Regions from separate parts of the Acanthopagrus latus genome. Here region 1 is linked to region 2. The links are chromatin contacts, called in public Hi-C maps. All regions are on one chromosome and are shown on one strand. The core of a region is the stretch at or near the end of the contact, and the rest is flanking DNA. Distances in the headings are between cores, read along the strand shown. Region 1 holds the start of fosl2 (fos-related antigen 2). Region 2 holds the start of supt7l (STAGA complex 65 subunit gamma).

The links. Hi-C and Micro-C count contacts between places; a contact is called where the count stands out from the background.
Region 1: a contact with region 2 is called in a Hi-C map of muscle, with 3 times the contacts expected there. The contact joins the promoter of fosl2 here to the promoter of supt7l in region 2. A contact is called at or near these places in 2 of 4 Hi-C or Micro-C datasets (liver and muscle).

What each region holds. Positions count from the first base shown.
Region 1 is chr16:23,508,932-23,515,405 of fAcaLat1.1, reverse strand. fosl2 (fos-related antigen 2) reads right to left here and starts at 4,523. Exons shown (of 4, transcript XM_037071221.1): 1 at 3,815-4,523; 2 at 945-1,199; 3 at 479-586. The coding sequence starts at 3,943.
Region 2 is chr16:23,308,555-23,314,708 of fAcaLat1.1, reverse strand. supt7l (STAGA complex 65 subunit gamma) reads left to right here and starts at 4,894. Exons shown (of 6, transcript XM_037071080.1): 1 at 4,894-5,071; 2 at 5,417-5,472. The coding sequence starts at 5,038.

The sequences.
Region 1 (6,474 bases), core at 3,274-5,773, 200 kb before region 2:
AGGCCTGACAAGCTTAACCTCACTGTAATTCGTCTAATTAGTCCATTTAGTTGCCGTTACTGTCTGCCAAGGCAGGGCCGCGAGACAGCCCTACCTCTGTCTACAGCTGCCCGAGACAAAAAGCTTTTCATCGCCTGTCATCTCTTTACTCAGACCTTGCACTCAGAGACACAGCAAGAGTCAAACCAGTAATGCGAGGTTGTAAATTTTAGGTGTGGAGTTCAATCACTGTCTGGACTGCTGCCAGATTTATGAACAAGTGGGACTTCTTTTTTTTTTCTCCCCCTGTTCAATTCTCTTTGTGTTTTTGTTGCCATTTTTTTTTGTGACTCTCTGCATTAAAATCAGGACGCATGGGTGTTTGGTAGCTAGAGGTATAAGAGGAAAACTATTCTCCAGCATTGGCACTGTTGTTCTAATCGAACGAAGCAGAACCCAATAACAGATTCCGATCTCCCGTTTTCAGGTTTCTACTCACCCCCTGAAGCATCTCGGTGAGCTCTCGCCTGCGGTTGCGGCATTTGGCGGCAGCTAACTTATTCCTCTCACGCCTCACCCTCCTTTTCTCCTCTTCCTCCGGGGTGAGCTGAGGGCAAGAAAAGAAGTAACATGGCAGGTAAAATAAGCTGTTTGAGAGACGCACAATCAATATGAAGCAAAGAGCAAGAGTATAAACAAGAGCTGGGTACTGCTGCTGGCTGGCTGTGAGTAGAATAATGATACAGAGATTTAGACTTTATTGACACGATGGAACAAACTCAACGATTTGTTTTTTTCTTGCCGTTAAACAAACATGTTTAATGCTTTCCAATGAAAATAACAGTATTTTGCTTCGTTTTCAGGACAAACACACTTCAACTCGCTTTATAAAAGGCATTCTGATGAATAATAGCACCTTGTACAAAGAAAAGGAACGTCCCCTGGTGGTCTTTTTGCCCCCTCACCTGTTCATCTCTCTTGCGTCGGCCCCTTGCGTCCCCAATGGATCGGATGACCCCGGGCCGAGCCAGTGTGTTGTGCCCCAGCAGCCCCGGCCCATTGGTCAGGTGATGGCCGTACGGGTGGGAGCGGGAGTAAGGGTTGGACATGGAGGTGATGACGGTGGGCTGTACCATCCACTGCAGGTCTTGGCTGGTCGTGATTGCATTGATTGTGGGTATGAAGGCACTGTTAGAGCCGGGCATGTCGACCCTGTACTTCTGAAAAGAGAAGAAAGTGAGACAGGTTGCATGAGGAAATTTCCGAGAATTGTTGGATTGGCATCCGCCGCTGCCGTGGATCAACACGTGCAGCTCAACTCCATAAGCGTTTTAGTCAAAACCTATAAGGCATTTCTTACACGAACGCACCACCGCCACGACCACCAGCCATTATTACAAATTCACACATTTTCCATATTTCAAGCTTATAGTAATGATTCAATCCACATAGGCAAACCACTGTGTATGTAACCCCTGGAGTGGAACAGTGACACATGCAGTGAATCATGTGGGAAAGCCCAAGGTGTCCAGAACATCTCACTTTACTACAATACGCATGAGACAAAACACAGCACTGGGAAAGTCTTCCACATGTCTGGACTGGCAGGAGGGTGATTATACCTAAAGATGGACTTTTGAGAGGGTAGATAAATAAAGGGTCATATGCTGGCAGAGGCGTGCTTATGTTGTCCAGAGCAAGAACAGACGGATTTTAATACAAAATCTCATAGGAAAATAAACTATTCAAAAAAAGGTGTTGGAATGAACTTGAACCTTCACAAATGTATTATTTAAAGTTAAATAATGCATTCGCCTGTAGTTGTGTGTGTGTGTGAGTGTGTGTGTGTGTGTGTCTAAAGCCATATTGTCATGCAAGATATTCTAAGACAAGTCACTCCACACTTGTGTATTTGGATCCTTTCTTTCAAGTTCCTCCAGTTATGATGCATAAATATCTACAGTGGACATGCATGTGTGACTGTGTAATTATAATGTCCTGTATGAGAACCGACGTCAGATCAGCATTACTTTATGTCTCTGGAGTCCACAAACAGACGAGCTGCCTGCCTCCTGTGTGCGTAATTTACGCACGTCCCCATCTCCCCGTTATTCCCGACTTTCCGTCGGATATCCCGGCAGTCTATTGGAACTTTGTTTATCTGGTGAGTCATTGTGTATGGGATTTGTTAAGCACATGTGAAACGCGGTCAATTCCAGTAAAGGGGGAAACAGCCCGGCTGTAACGAGCCAGACACTTCGCCAGAATTGTTATTTCTGGCGAACTTGGCTGCGTTAAAAATCTAGTTTACTGAAAGAATGTGAATGCAACGGAGTGCGAATGGCAAACACTGAGTCACATAGGAGCCCCGGTGAAACAGATAAAACTTGGTCTGACAAAATTCTATTGGCCTGCCTTGTTGTGTTACGTCTCAATAAACCGAACAAAGAAGTCGTGTTCCAGCCCGCTGTAATGGGAAACAGACAGCCAGTGTGTGATTACAGGGAAGCAGAGCAATGATAGATACTGGCCAAAAGTCGTTTACCGTCATGTTGCGTGAGCCTGACGACGCTTTTCCACAGAATTGCTGTGTACGCAACACTTGGCTGCGGGTAAACAACATGTCTCTTCCCGGATTTATCTCCTTTTATTTGCGAATATGTTGGCACGGCGTCTTCCTGGCGGTGTACCGGCACGCCTGGAGTGTATGTGGGGTATGTCTCACTAAAACCTGTGATCAAATCTTGGAGACTTGTGTTTTTCAAAAGTCTCTCGGAGCACCGAGGTTTCTTTCCCCCTTTTTTTTTTCTTCTAGTTATTGGCTATCCTGCGCTCCCGGCCCCGCTCCCGCCTGAGAGAAATCCGACTACAATCTAAACATTAACAGGTCGTTTGTAATGATTCAGTGCAAACTTTAAGTGGAAAAAAATATATATATATAGATATTTAAATTTTTTTCTTTTTTTTTTTTTTCTTCTTCCAACGGCTCGTGTCTTTCGTGCACTCCGAACAGACTGAACTGGTGCCCAGTAACAATGAGAACATTTCCTGACCCTTGTGTTAATGCCCGTATTACACCGTACATGCCTGTTGCTTCTCCACTGTGTATTTTATCTCTACTCAATTTATGCTAGACTGTCGCGATGTGTTTATAGCGAACGAGGGTGTGTTATAAATGTCTTCCAAAGAATGTATCGTGCTTATAACACGTAAAGTGCGTCTTTAGTACGACGCGAAAGCGTAAATACTCCCAAATATTATATTTTACGCACAGATAAGTAATTTGGAATTCTAATGTGTCCCATTTCTGTTTCAGAAAACAGAAAACAAATCACCGTACATCTGCCTTCTGAACCTATAGGCTTAGAGCTTTTGTTTTAGCATAAGGACCAACTGAGGAACGATGCTTATTTTACATTTATATGATCAAACTCCCCATGCGCATCAGGTAAATGTGATATTCAGTTAAAAGTTGGCTGCATCATTCGATGGCGTTTTCATGACCCATGACAGAATTCAAATGGTATGAGTCCAGAGTACTTGTGCATGGATCGAGTGTTTGCTTCTGAGTCACTCGGTGCAATTTGTGTCATTAGGTTTATCGTGTTTTTTTTTTTTTTTTTTGCCCAAGCGACATGGAGAATTCCTAAATCCCTGTTAACGAGTGGAGCCTGTAACATGGCAAAAGATTAATAATATTAATATTAATAATCTATAGCACCAAAAAAAAACTGCAATTCTAAGAGGTTGTGCACATGAAATAGAATCAAGACGGATACGTATGGGTGCATTATTTACAGATAATGTGGCAACAGCCGGTGTTTCCTGGTGTTACCTGGTAGCTTGAGGTAGAGATCGGACTTCCGATCGTGCTGCTGCCGCTTGTGAAGGACTCTGGCTGGGCCGGAGAGGTGCTGCTTCCGCGGGACGAGGTGTCGTAGTTCCCGGCGTAGTCCTGGTACATGATCCAGGAAAAAGGAAGATTTCAGTAGACGGTTTGGGCTCTGAACCCCCGTTTTGCTTCTTAAATCCTCGCAATGAAAAGGCACCAACAGGAACAAAAATCCTCTGACTCGAGACGTCGTTAATTTGGGATATCCAGAGAAGAGTTGGCAAAGACAGCGTGCAATTATGCTCCTCTAAACTAACCTAAAACACCTCACAGATCTCACCAGTTACAATAAATAGGCTATTTTGTTAAGTGTTATCCCTGCGCGTAAAGGCTGTTTCTTATCGTGCCTTTAATATTGTTGCACAACAGGTAGACCTACACTACGCTATTAAAGATCCTCTCAGGTGCGCAAACTTCACCCTAAAGTCAGCAGCACACCTTCAGCAGTCAAATCCAGTTGAGACCAGTGAACCTGTAGTTAGAGAGTGACTCACGCAGGTTAACGTTCGCTTTAAAACCTATTGCCTGCTCAATCTCAATATTTTCCGTCGCCTTACCCAGTACTCACTCTATCTGAGCTCTCTGCTGTTCACGGAACAGTTCTAACTTTTTTTTTTTTTCTTTTTCCTTTTTACCACACTTCCTAGAGATGACTCACTTCAATGGCACTATGAAGAACTGCAACGGCTTTTCAACACCAACGAAACAGCCTACGTCACGCCAGGGCGTTGCGACTTCATGCAGGGAGGGGTCGTTTCTGGATAAGGCAGTGAGAAAGAAGGATCCGCTGTGACCATGCTTCGCCCAGCGGACAGTGGATATATAATCGAGAAGCAGCGATTCAGTTGAAGTGTCTCAAATATGTGTGGATGGATTTATTTTTTGATACGGACGTCAGTGCCTGCTGTGGAGTTCACTATTTGTCTGACTTGCTTTGGTCCATTGACGCATGTTTCCTAAAATGGGCAGTTGCGTCAGAGAGCGCGTGTGGGTTTCCTTGGTAAAGGAAGCGTCAGACACTGGAGGGATTCCCTCCCCTCGCGCACTGCACTCCGGACTCGGAGCTCTCGGCGCGCGGGTCCCGGTCCGGTGGCTCATCAGTGCGAGAAAACGAAGATATTAAAAGTCTCAGACGAAAAGATAAAGATCACATGAACGCACGCTGGTTTAAAAAAAAAAAAAAAATGCGCTCCATACGTGCGCGCTCTCAGAGGGAGAGAGTGTAGAACAGCAAAAAGCATCTCCTGAGTGTTCTGTCCCCGAATGTATTCGATGTCCGCCTAAAGCCCAGAATGCCTGAAATGTACTGACAGTGGGGAGAGAACACGCGCGTGTAATATGACCGTTATTTCCACTGCCTGAACACACGCGCGCTCAGCATCCACCGGCTTTCACAGCATCCCTGTTCATAAAGACTACTTTAAATGATTGGACATGCGACTGAGTCTTTGTGTTATTTGGCGGAGACACATTGTGCGCATTTTTTTCGAGAGGTGGCACAGAACACATCATGATGCATTTGGTCAAATAGACGTGGCCCACTGGTTAGGTCTACACAACAGTGCAGCACGGCTGCTTCAAAGGATTCTCGGTGAAAAGTGGGCTAATTGTAATTCGGACGCACCTCATAAACAAGGGCACAGCGCCCAGAATGTGACACGTTACACGAAATGAAATGGCGTATTAAGTATAATCCAATCAGCCACGGTTCCTATTTTAATCTGCATCGCCACAACTGGTTCTGATGAGCTCTCTTAAAGCTGTTTGCCGCGCGTATCTTTGCCAGAACGAGTAGCGCTCGTGAAAAAAAAAAAAAAAAAAAAAAAAGTTTCAGCTGCAGTGTTCAGTCGGGGGAAGTTGCGTCGAGGGAAAATGATGTGCAGGGGGTTTTCTGAGGTGACCACTCGCCGCGGAGGGACTGACTTCATGCGCTTGCTCATAATGCGAACACGTCAATTACACTGTAGTTAATCGAGCCCTCCAGCATGTCACCCTTTCCGAAGTTACCGGGTGTCATTTTCGCTGCAGTACCTTTTGACCTGCACGGTGATCTGTGACTCCCTTTGTGGAGGAAACGCTCCTCCTCAGTCCCTCACACTCACTTCGGTCACGGGAAGTGGCGAGAAAAAGCGCGCAGATGTTCAATAAATCTTTCTTTGAATGATATTAATTAATGATAAATGTTTATCATCCGCTCGCGACACCGCTTTTGAACGGTAACGGTGTTGCTAAGCGACACACTTTCTGCTAAATTGCTCGAGGAAATCTAATCTGCCATAGTCCTATAATTAATGCAGTAATATCATTTGAGATGCACCCATCGGCGTCAATTTGGGGAACGCAAGGTATGGCGCGGTGACAGGTTCTGTTCTTATATGAGTCCAATTTGGATATTTAAGTACATAATGAGATACCACGCAAGAAACTGGAATACACAACAAACGTTATGAGATGCCTGTCAGTCAGACATTATCGCTCCAGTTTGTGATTAGCTTCATGGATGTCGATGCTAATTAAAAGATTCGGCGACTTTAAAAAGTTGAGTGCCTCAGCACTGCAGCGCGGGAGCTCTAGTAGGTCAGGTCAGGACACGGCTATAGGCC
Region 2 (6,154 bases), core at 3,645-6,144:
GCAGCATGCTTTTTGTATGTATTACATAGCTACTGCCACCTAGTGGCAGATTAACATGACATTAAAACCTCTGAACATATTAAGAAGAAATCAGTAAACCAAAATACAGAAGGTACACTTCTTCCTGTTTTTCTGCATTAAAGGGTAAGATCGTACTAAAATGACAATCCAGTCATTATCTACTTGACTTTATGCTAATGGAAAGTTGATGAAGTTTGGTACGCCACAGAACATTTACACCCCCGTCACGGGAGCTCTTGCACAGACTTCAGATGGGATGTGTGCTAATCTTTTAAGTTTGGCACCTACAGTGAAAATTTGGGCTTTAAAAAGGGTGTACATGATGTCTTTTCAAGGGCTGATTGCAGGGCTTTTGGAGATTTGGATTACACCAGATGAGCTTTATGGAGCCATTTCATGCTTTTTATTTCAGGTTTTTGTTTACATTTTGAAACAGTTCCAAATCTACTTCAGCTGTGTAGAGAATGCTGCAACACTGCTGTGAGCTCAAGAAATGTTTTGAGAACTATGTCACTTCACTTAACTTTCCATCCGCATGGGGCAGTGCACATAATGGTTACGTTTTCATTTTGGGTGAACTTTTCCTTTAATGTCTACTTAAAAACCCTTCCTCCTTCAGTGGCTTCAGTCTTTTTACCTTTCGGCTCTTGGGACGGTGCTGTTGGTTGCCGTCTTCGCTGCTCTGCAGCCTCAGAGCTCTCTTGAGACATAAATGGACAACACTCTACTGAGTCAACATTCATCTCTGTGATCGTTGTACACTCTTCGTCATTATCCTCATTTTTCTCTTCTTCCACCTCCTCTTCTTCCTCCTCCTCTTCTCCACCAGATGGAAGTGCTTTCATGTTGAAGAGCTCTGCGGGCAAGTTTGGGCGCTTAGGAGGCAACTTCTACAAAAGATAAGAAAACATCAATGGTGAAAAGAGAGGACGAGCAACAGACAGAAAAGTAATGCAATGTTTTCAGAGGGATGAAGGAGTTGGATGATTCAACTGAGTTACCAAACATGAGAAACAACACATACTCCAATGGTGCCGGTCTTCAGTTTGAATTTGCTTCCTCCTTTCATGGCACCAAACAGCGGTAAGGTCTTTTTAGGCTTCTCTTGCTCTGAGCTACCACAGTCACACCAACACACATAGAAATAAGTGTTTAAATGTGGATTTTCTCAAAGGTTTCATCACTCAAGAGAATGCTTCTCTGAAGCTAAAAAAACACTTCACCAGTTTTGTACTTGTCGTCTATATCATCAAAATGGAAATGAGCCGATATTTAAGGACTTTGGGTATTTGTTTAAATAACATTCTCAGGTATTCTTGAGCAACCAGCGATTGTAGCACCATCTCGAACCTCGGCTGCAGTGATGGCATCTGTGCAGGCCGTGTGAGTTCAACCAGCTTGCGCAGCCTCTGGGCATCTTTGCGCAAATCAGCTACATGCACATGAAGCTTCCTGCGCTCCACGGCATCCATCGCTGCCTCACTTCTCACTGCAGTCATAAAGGCATCCAGCGGGTCCTCAGTAGAAGAGTCGGAGGAGTCTGAGATGAAAGGGAAGAAACATACAATAACAAAGAGCACATCTATAGAGTATAGAGTATCTATAGGTAGTGTGGCATCTGACTACACACAGGCGATCATGACTCACTTCCCCTATTAGCACTGAGCTTCTTTTGTGTCTCTGCCAGCTCCTTCTCCACCTCTGACAGTTTGGCCACCTACATGAAAATCAAATACATGAATGTTACCACAGAAGCATAAATACACCGCGCAGAATGGAGTTGTTTCCAAAGCCACATGAAGTTGATTCTCATATTATTTTCAGAACACAGAGCAGTTGCACTTTTTTTTTTTTTTTTTTACAGAGAGGACACATGGGCACCTCTTGTGAGATTTATGAGACTGTGGCTACCACAGGGGAGCAAGCTAAAGCTAAAGCTAAATCTAAAGGTTGTCAATTCACCAGTCAAATTACATTTGCAACAGAAGGTGAAATCTTCTGAGTTTGGCGATTGCCCTGTTGTTTCTTCTGGCGTCACCACAGTTTGACATTTGTGATTGTGGATGAAATGTCCCAGAAAACTACTGAATGGACTTCCATGAAATCTTCAATTACTGCCATCACCAGGGCAAGTCTGGTTTATGACAAGACAATGACTTTACCATCAGCATCTGCTGTATTTTGGTTTAGTGTTGATTTGAAGATGTTAGCATGCCAACATGCTTAAATAAGAAAATGGTCACTCTCTACCATGTAACATGCTGATTTTAGAGTTTAGCTGAGGGTACAGTCTCACTAGCATGGTTGTAGACTCTTGAGTCTTGTTTATCATTAGATATCATTACACAGATGATGTGTGCAGTTTCAATCATGCTAAACACAAAGTATAAATACGACAAACATGATTCATATAAGGTGGTATTGCATATCAAATGAATATCTGAAAGGGTTTCAATATTCATTACCTCATTAAGACCAACTAACACAAAATTAGCGATGTGCCAACAGGACAACCTCTGTCAACAATTATGAGAGGTTGGTGACAGTTCATGTTTCAAGATCACTTCAAACAAGGTGGCTCAGTAAACTGTGTTGATAAATGTGAGGTCATGTCTTGTTGCTGTTATTTGCAATTGTCAAAGCTAATCCCCCTCAGAGCTATCAGGCCTGAGATAACTCAGATGGCAGATTTCAGTGGAGAGAAAATACTTGACTATGGTCAAAGGTAAATTAACTTTGACGCGTTTGTCCTTAACACATAGTACACAAGCCTTGTTAAATGTATCTTTTTATAACAATCAGAAATGTTATGCAATGCAATCTTGAGTCAATTTTTCCCTGTGCTACCAATGGCGTTGAATATCAATATTTTTCAGGGCATTATATAAAGTTAGAAATTCCAGCAGAGACAAAAGCAGATTTTTACCAATGATTCGTAGGTTTCAGGCCGCTCCTCAATCTTTCCTGCCTTTTTCATTCTCTCCTGCCTCTTCTTCTCCACAGTGCCGGTTCGATCCAGGAAGGTGTCATCGTCACTGTCGTAGTAGTCCTCATCTTCCCAGTTCTTCTTCTTGCGCTTGCGTGACACTGAGACGTATGACAGGAAAAACTATCACTGCAGTAGTCCTAACAACAAGCTACAACATCTCCAGATAGTGGGATCATAATTCACACCTGCTTCCTGGCGCAGCAGCCCCCTGGCTTCCAACATTCGGCAAGCCTCCAGGCAGCACTGGATGGCTGCGTCTTTCTTCTTTCCTGTGTGTGTCACCTCAGCAACCAGCTGCCGCCCCATGGCATCGTCTACAGGAAGCCTGACAGAAACATCGGCATCAACTGTGTGACTGTGAAACTTCTTTTGTAATCTTTAAAATCCTAATACCAGGGGTTTCATGTCACTTACTTTATTCTACAGAGCCAGCTGCCATGGCTTTTATCCTCATACTCAAACTCCAGCTCCTCACCTAAAATAAAGGATGTCAAAGTTAAGGTCAAGAAATTAAATTGACATAAGAACACAACAATAACGACAGAGGAACTAGACATCTGTGGATTAAAACAGCCTTCACACCTTCCCGGTCATAGAAGCCCTGCAAAGCCTTCTTTGGGTCTTTCAGGTAGGCAGCTTCCTGGTCCTCTTGGAACTCGGTTGAAAAAGGGTTTTCCTCATTTTCATCTTCCTCTGGAACAGCCTCCTCAGCTGGAAGGGGATTTAAGACGAGAGATTAAATGAAAGCAAAGGAGAGAACAGAAGGATTAATGTGCGTCCGTAGTTACTAGCCTTCAGAGAAAGTTGACACCGACACACTCAGCACTAAGTCAACACAGATAACATGTAACATGCTGTAGCATAATCCTCCAACCAGCTCACCAATTCCCCAGGAACAGCCTGAGTCTTCATTTGACAGTTTGCTCCTGCTCTTGTTGCCTTCCCCTTCCCTGCCTTGCTCCTTCTCCTCCTCCTCCTCGTTCTCATCGTCGTCATCAGAACCATCTCCCATCATCCTCCTCTCCAGCTCTGCCTTCTGTTTTCGGGTTCGCTCCCTCAGCTCTGTCACTGTTAGATCAGACTCCTCCTCCTCATCAAACTCTGGGCCCTGTGGAACGAGGAATGGGGAAAGGTGATGAAAACTATTAAGTACTTTATTAACTAATTCTGTCTCTCTGAAACAGCATGTACAGCAAATCATTTTAATAAATAATACACATCAAGTTTATATTAGGTCCAATGTCTGTCAGATGACATATTATTTTGTTAAATTATGATGAAGCATATGTTCAAACAAAAAACACAACCTCTCTAGGACTCAATATTTGTTTCTCTTGAACTTGTGTATACATTTTATCTTTGCGTATGCAGTAACATTTTTATAAGTTCGCTGCCTGTAGTTTAAGAACATCTGCAGGTAACACAAGTTAAAATGTAGTAAGCAGGGATGGATGGTTCCAATTAACCGTTATAATAAGCTGTTATAAAGCTGGACTTTTCCCCTCCTCTTCGAACCCCTTTGGAACACGTGTTACATATTTCAGTCATGTTGTCTTCCTCTGAAAGTCTAACAATACAAAAAAAAAGAAACGTCCCAAAGAAATAAAATTGCCCTAAATTACCAGCCCTGTTTAGCGGCTAGATTTCGGCGATATCTGCAGGTATATCGAATAACAGCCGATGATATACATTTCCCAATATCTGGTCAGTAATCACCGTGCATCCCTCTTCCTGCTCTGATGTGCACCGATGAAAACAGTCCTGTTCTCCTCAGTGTCCTCATCAGTCCAGTTACTGCTCATAAACCATCGTCAGTTACCTGCAGGATAAAAAGCCTCGTGCTCCCACCAAACTTCAAGACATGTCCCACACGCAGTCTGATGTAGGTCTTCGGCGGGATCTTGTTCTTGTTCACCACGGTGCCGTGCGTGCTGCCCAGGTCGTGGATGTAAAACCCCGCGTCCTCTCCGACAGACTGTCCCTCTCCAGCGTGTCCGCGGTACTGAATCACTGCGTGGTACCTGGAGATGGAGGGGTGCTCCAAGGAGACGTCGCACACAGGTAAACGTCCGACCACGAAATAGCTGCTCTGTGTGAGGGGCACCGTGTCCACTATGGTGCCGTTTTTAAGAATTTCCAGGGCATAGGGGGTATTTGGGGCTTTGCCGCCCCAGGGAGGCTCTGTGTACGGGATAGGGGGGAATTTACCAGCCGGGGGCCCTTTAGAAGGAAGCACCCTGGTGGGCTTAGCTTCTGGCTTGGCTTTGACAGGAGCCACATGCTTGACTTTGGCGTCCTTTGGGTCCTCTTCTTTGCCTTTTTCCGTGGTTTTGTTTTCATCTACAGGAACTGAAGAATTCTCTCTGATAGTGTCTGAGACTTCAGCTTTGTTGTTTTCTGTCACAGGTTTTGTTTCGGCTGCTGGTGCTTTGGACGGAGCAGCGACGTTGCTGCGCTTGCTGGTGAGTGACGGTGCGGCGAAAAGAGTCGGTTTCTTAAAAGTGTCCTCTGTTTGTGGTTCCGTGTTGTGTACGTCCTTGTTTTTAAGTTCACCTCCATTCTCAGCGGCCGAACACTCGTCCGTTTCCATCGCAGAATTCAATTCTTCATCAGTATTTTTGACACACAGGTCTGACGTTGGGGAGGTGGCCATGTTTATTGGGTGTGACTCTGAATTTCGTCCGGGTTTTCTAAGCCTCGATGAAAACTCACTCAAACAGTTAATAAAGAATATGAACCACAAATACAAGTATATGAAAACTGATTGAAACCGGACTACACGGCGTGTTTATAGATTTCATAACTGTGTCACACTCTAAATAAATGGTTTGTCTCGGAACTACTTTGTTCAGAAGGTGTTCGCCCGTTTTTTTTTGCGACACGGACGAGAAAGCGTGTTTCCTGTGCAACTTCCTTCGGAGATGTTTCAATTATCAACAGACGTTTCACCTAACTCTGTATAATGTGAGTCACAGTCGAATTATTATTATACAGATAATTTGAGTAGCCTAACATGCATGCTGTGTACCTTGCAGTCTTACTTGTTGCTGAGTCGTTGCTTTCCACGAGTTCTTTTCTTATGCGCTCTCCCTTGCGCGCTCCTGCAGCGTACCAAACATCATTCAGACATCTGACATCATGACT